2 separate regions of the Mus musculus genome follow, and region 2 is linked to region 1. The links are chromatin contacts, called in public Hi-C maps. All regions are on one chromosome and are shown on one strand. The core of a region is the stretch at or near the end of the contact, and the rest is flanking DNA. Distances in the headings are between cores, read along the strand shown. Region 1 has its middle 760 kb from the start of Gm30774. Region 2 has its middle 940 kb from the start of Gm39038.

What was found. A called contact is a pair of places that touch in the nucleus more often than the background predicts.
Region 2: a contact with region 1 is called in a Hi-C map of the N1E-115 cell line, with 4 times the contacts expected there. The contact joins two enhancer-like sites.

What each region holds. Positions count from the first base shown.
Region 1 is chr7:77,131,561-77,134,862 of GRCm38.p6, forward strand. No RefSeq gene overlaps it. Among named protein-coding and RNA genes, the nearest start is that of Gm30774, 760 kb to the left of the region's middle. Within about 2 kb of position 1,626, at least 86 of the 459 cell types and tissues checked have an H3K27ac peak or open chromatin away from gene starts, as enhancers often do. A contact at or near this core is called in the N1E-115 cell line, where this site is marked.
Region 2 is chr7:77,631,136-77,634,437 of GRCm38.p6, forward strand. No RefSeq gene overlaps it. Among named protein-coding and RNA genes, the nearest start is that of Gm39038, 940 kb to the right of the region's middle. Within about 2 kb of position 1,811, at least 10 of the 459 cell types and tissues checked have an H3K27ac peak or open chromatin away from gene starts, as enhancers often do. A contact at or near this core is called in the N1E-115 cell line, where this site is marked.

The DNA of each region.
Region 1 (3,302 bases), core at 376-2,875:
TCTCTCTGAGCAAAACCCCAAGCCCCATATGCTTCAATGTCCTTTCCTCCAGGAAGTCTCCTATAGTTTCTAAATTCCCATATTGTCCTGACGAAATCTGCATGGTGCTGCTGTGAGCTCTTACATCCTCCCATCAGACTGTAATTTCTGAAAAAAAAAATAGATTATTTGTTACCAGTGGTGAACATGTGTTGGGCTTACTTTAAATATGTATTGAATGATGGAGACCGTAATTTCCATTGCAAAAACCTCCTGAAAACTGACCTCTTCCTGGTTGCTGCAGTAACCTATTAAACACAGATAGACACGCTGTACAAAAGTAGGACACACATGTGTCTGGTACTTACAGCAGTAAAGAAGCATCCAGAAAAAAATAAAATAATAAAAAAAAAGCATCCTCTTTCCTAATCTCTAATTTCCAGAAGCAGCCTTGTTTCTTTTTCTCTCCATGGCCTGTAGAGGTCAGAAAAGGGCCTTGCTTTCCAATCACTGGCTGTCCTCTGTCCCCATTAGAATTCGCCTGGGTATGTATAATTAAGCCAGCTGAGGCTCAGCACATAGAAACGGAAACGCATTGACTTTAATAAAACAGAGTGTAAAACAAGTTGAGATTGACTCTAGCCTTGTTTACTCTCGCATACTTGTAATAGTGGTCGGTATATTCCCAGTCAAAGAGACCATCGTCCTGGGAACTGAAGCATGTCCTTTCATTGCGACTGCAGCCTGTCCTAACAGGCAAGACACACTAGCTCAGTGCTCCTGGCTCACTGGAAACAAAAATTAGAAAGAAAAAAAAAAGTAAGTTCTGTTTCTTAAGGGAAAAGAGGCAATGACAAAGAGAAAGTGGGCACCATGAAACGCAGTCCCACGGATGTTCTTACCATTTTGTTTGATTTATTTTTTTCATGGTCACAAGGAAATTGGGAATCCAGAAAAAACAATGATAGCCAGACTCAAAATGGGGCAGGCATTTCGGCGAAACTAAGTAAGTAGCGTTGTTCAACGGGGAGTTTTGAAAGCCAAGATGTCATGATATTGGCATGCTACTTCATGGATGGACTTTCGTTTCTCTAGGTCTCAGTTTCCCCATTGAAAACCGAGGACCTAGATCAGATGAAAGCAAACATCACTAACATTTCTACCATTCACAAGCATGGCATTGGATGCCCTGCAGAGACCGCTACTCAGAGACTGCAGACTGGCTGGGCCAGTGAAGAGGCAGCATGAGGCAACTCACACTGCTTCTCTGTCTGGAGAGGATGGAGTCCAGAGCTGGACAATGATCCTTTCAGAGCTGAGAGTGATGCCCTTGACACCTTGCCAATACCCAGCAGAATAAGAGCTTCCGAAATTGGGGCTAAAAATAAATAATGAAACCAAGTGACAACATAAACAGAAAGAAAGAACAGAGCGCGGACTTGAGTCAGCAAACTTGTGAACAGGATAGAGAAGAATCAAATTCATTTTCATCTCTGTTGATTGGCTGGTTAGGTGGCTGGACTCTTAGAATTCAAATCATAGTTAGTGATGTGTTTGATGCCACCCTGGGGGAAGGAGGAAGAGGGCTGAGCAGAGGCGTGGCCGCTCGCTCCCTCTCTCTCTGGTCCATTTCCTTTCTGTGGCATAGTTGGCCCCTTCCTTCTAGCTGTCTTTTTGTTGGTTGTTCAAAGAAAGAGCTCTTACACAGTCCTTCCCCTGTCTCTGGCCGCATCCTGGACCCAGGCCAGCTGCCCTCCTCGACCTCGTCTCTCAGCATTTGGGGCCCAGCTTCCTCTTTGCCTTTCTGAAGCACACACCGCATTTTAATCCAAAACGACTTTCAGATCTGACTGTTTGGGGCAGGACGTGTGCAAGAGGTTTCAGGAAAGGGAGCTCATAGCTGTTGGGTCTGTTTCATACTCAAACCAGTCTGCACTTTCATGTGGTATGCGAAGAAGCAGCAGACATTTAACAACCACAGGGGAAACTGGACCAATTCTCTCTATAAGCCCTATTAAGTTCATCCAGGTCTCAGTTTCCAAAGCTGTAGATTCAGACCTGGAGGAGACTCTCCTTCCCCATTCCATTGTATACATTTAGGTATATGCAAATGTGAGCATGACTAGGCCAAAGAAACCTTCTGTGAATCAGACAATAATGTACATTAAATATTTGGAGGTGTACACTAGCAGAAAGGAAAGGAAGAAAGTCTCCCAGTGTGGCTGGGGAATCAAGAGCCTCTGAAACATCCTATGTAACATGAAAATACAATGTCTAATATTTACTTCTAGATTGTGTCTTATTTGGGGTGGGTAATCTCACATCGTCTCATGTCTAGCCTTTGAACTCTCCAATTAGTTTCCTTGAGCTCCAAACAGCTAAGCTCTAAAGATATCTGAAGTAGATAAAATATGAGATTGTTTAATTTGGATGAAAACAGGTGAGACCTTCAAGGAATCCTAAGCAGGTAGAGGAAGTTTGAATACTTTGTTTCTAAAACATTAGAGATCAACTTTATAATACTTTAGAAATGATAAGACATTGGCAGAAATCCTTATCATCAATCCATTTGTGGGTTAGATCTTATCAACTCCCAGAGACTTTTGGGATCAAGTCACTCTGGTTATCCCATATTAAGATGATACACCAACAGTGGCACTACCCACCAATGCATGTTGAGTGGTTGCTAAAGAGACCAACTTAGTATCTATAGTATGTATACTTACTGTCTCCATTTCCCCCCAGAGACCAATAATATTGTAAAGAATGTTGTTTAGGGACAAAGATGCCTGTTTTCCCATGTTATTTCCCAACCCCACCCCAGAGGCAAATTTACTTTTATGCATTTTTCTTCAAATTAAGTTAGAAATGGATCTGTGATTTTCATCATCTCATTTGCAAACTTTTTCAAGATCGATCACTTTCCCATGTGCCCATCAATCTTGATTTTTCTTGGTCCTCCATTCCATATTTCTAAAGGAAAAGGCCCACTGGCATTTTGATACAGTTCTTTTATGAGTTGATGGTGGTAGTAGGTGCTGTGAGTGGAAAATGTGAGAAACACTATATGGTTTTCCCCAAATGTTCAGAGCAACATTCTAAAAGATGAACATTAATTTCAAACAGAGGTTAAGTAAATATCATAGAAGAAACAGTTCTAACAAAACCACGTTTGGGTTGGGATAGGTGGTGTGTGCCTTAGAGTGCCTGCTATGGATCCGATTCTACTGGTAATGCCAGTGAGTGCTCTAAATCACATCACCTGCTCATATGATGATGAGACTTTCTTCAGAGATCAAATTCTACCAGCTCTGGAAGAGGGC
Region 2 (3,302 bases), core at 561-3,060, 500 kb after region 1:
CCTATTATACGCCCCCTCCTCTCATTCTCCCAGATCCCTCCCTCCCTCTACCTCCCATATTTTGTTCCCCACTTCTAAGTAGTAATAAAGCATCTACATTTGGTCTTCCTTCTTCGAGAGTTTCACATGGTCTGTGAGTTGTATCATGGGTATTCCGAGCTTTGAAGCTAGTATCCAAAGTGAGTGTATACCATGTGTGTTCTTTTGTGACTGGGTTAGCTCACTTTGGATATTTTCTAGTTCCATTCATTTGCCTGGGAATTTCATGAAGTCATTGATTTTAATAGCTTAGTAGTACTCCATTGTGTAAATGTACCACATTTTCTTTATCCATTCCTCAGTTGAGGAACATCTGGGTTGTTTCCAGCTTCTGACTATTATAAATAAGGTTTCTATAAACATAGGAAAGCATGTGTCATTGTTATATGGTGGAGCATCTTTTGTTTATATGCCCAGGAGTGATCTAGCTGCATCCTCAGGTAGAACTATTTCCAATTTTCTGAGGAACTGCCAGATTGTTTCCCAGAGTGGCTGTGCCATTACTTGCATTTGTAACTAGCAATGGAAGAGTGTTCCTCTTTCTCTGCATCCTTGCTAGCATCTGCTGTTGCCTGAGTTTTTGATGTTAGCCATTCTGGCTGGTGTGAGGTAGAATCCTGCACCACCACTTTCTCCCACTCTTCTTCCTAGAGACCTCTCATCAGCAACCAGACAACCTTTAGCATGTTAAGACCTTTTGTATGTCCACGCACACATTGCCTTAGCATGCTTGTTGAAGGATAGAGATCTCTAGTGTTGGTTCGTATATTCTGAGTTGTCTCTGTCTCTAGTTTCTCCTTCCCCATTGTTTTTTTTTTTTTTACTAACTCTCACCTAACTCCACTGCTTGCCTAGAACTTTCGTCTTGCCAAGCCATGAATTCATGTTTCATTTTTCACGCCATTTCTTAGCAGCACCAAACAAAACCATCAATTCTTCCTTATTGATGAGAAGGATTAAGACAGAAACAAAGATACTATACATGCCTATTTGGCTCTTATCCAAAGCCTTTAACCTTTAAGCCTTAGACTACAACATAGCTGGCGCTTGTGACTTCTGATCTCTCCCTCTACTCATTCTTGCATAAAGATAAGGAGAAATTGGCCAGAGTATATTCTGTTAAAATATCTTTGTAAATCTTCACTTACCAGGTCAAAGATATCATATGGCCAGAATCTCCTTAAAGCCTTTGCAGGATGACAAAGGATGATAATGCAATCTGTTTATTTATTTTTCTCTAATCTTCTTCTTGCACTTTTATTTTCTGCAGTGAAATGAAATGAAACCTCAAAGCAAAAGTCCTCCTTAAAACCCCTTTGATTCTTCAGCTCTAGTCCCTGCATAGCCTTCCATGAGGATGGTTCCAAGAATGGATTTTGATCGCTTGTCATAGAGCAGCCACTCTGTTTCTTTGCTAGCATTGTGGATTTAAGTTAATTTGTTAATGAAACAGATGGGGATGGGGGTGTTTGAAGATACTCTGTAGATAGTGATGAGGAATAAACCAATTCATCAACTCTGTGCAGCCAACCATCTGAGGACTTAATTGAGAATTGTCTTTGGAACTCGGGGCTGCTGTTTCACTGGGGCATATTTCACTAATTGTCCCCTAGGGAATTCATTCTCTGTCACTTTTCTCTCTCTGCCACTTGTCAGTGTTCCCCATCTACTCTCCTCCCATTTACAGCTTCATTGCATGGCCTGTCTAATGTTTCTGCTTGTCATCTCCCAGGCATCTAGCTGTGTATTTCCAGCCTGCAGAGCAGCAGAAACTGCAGACACTTTGACAGCAGAGCCAAATTAGCATGAGCAGTAAACACAGGGCACTAGACTCCCTCAGAGTCAGCTATTTGCTACCCTCAGAAAGAAGTGACAGTGAGCCTACAAGGACAGCCAAGAAACAATGAATGACATTGCCATATCCCCAGGAATCAGAGTGCTTAGAGACCAAAGGAGTTCTAGGCCTGGACTACATGTGAAAGTCTGAAGCCTGGCATTCAGTGGCAAGAGAAGTCTTTGTTTTCTTATGGCCACTGCCCTAGGGGTCTGTTTAAACACATGCCTGGTACAACAAAATCATGCTTCTGATGGATTGCCAGTGGCGCTTCTCCTCCATAAAGGATTCCCAGTGCAAAACAGCCAGCTGTGAAGTATATTTAACCACAGCATGAAAACTTTCAGCATTAAAACCCACCAGCAGAAAGGTCAATCAATGGGCACCCAACTTCATTAGTCAATGAAGCTTCCCAAGAATTTATTCACACTCCATTGACAAGTGCTAAGAAGGTTCTGTGTGCAGGAAGCTGTAACCAAGTTCTTCAAAACTCTTCAGTTGGTGCTCAAAGTTTCAAAGGGAGTCCTGCACACACAGTAAAGCCACCACTGCTACCTTTGAGCCATACTTATGCAGGTGGACATCGACTCCTTGCCTAATTTGTTTGATCCTGGTTCCCATCCACAGAAATCCATGAGGACATGACATGCAGCTGTAAGCCCAGGACAATCTGATTTTCACTATCGCCTGCCTATAATCCACTAGTTCCCTATTCCTTTTTGTATTAAAGGAAACACTCAGATTGCAGACCTTACTCATCCCTTTGGTCCAGTGCTACAATAGAGTCCTTTTTGGTCTCAATTTTCAGTACTCCGAAGCATCCATAACCTTCCCCCTTTACTTGCTGTAATTTCAAGTACACTGGCAATTATGTCTCTTATACCTTCTGTCATTGTTGATATTATCAACTGAACAGGACCTAGAATCATCTAGTATGAAACAAATACCTGGGCATACCTTTAAGGAATTTTTCTAGATATGGTCAATAGTGCTGGTAAATCTCACTATAAATGTGGGCATGTGAATAGCACCATTTCTTGTGCTGGGGTCTAAGATTAAGCATCAAGGAGGAAGTGGGCTGAACACCAGCCCTAATTGCTGTCTTCCTTCACACTGCAGATGCAGTGTCACTAACTCCCTCAAGCTCTTTCTGCCAAGCCTTTCTCTTCAAAGTATGAACCTTAAAAATCCCTTCTCTCCATAGGTTGCTTATTTCTCTGGTATTTTGTCATAGAAAGGATAAAAATAACTCCTGCAATCTTGAACTTTTCTCCCACTATTTCCCCTTAAATCCTATATAAACTAGACTCAGTCTACTCTGAGAATGATTTTCCTTAGAGCCCAATCAGAGTAGTGTGTGTGTGTGTGTGTGTGTGTGTGTGTGTGTGTGTGTGTGTGTGTGTTTCTCCATAGCATCCTAAATTTCTAT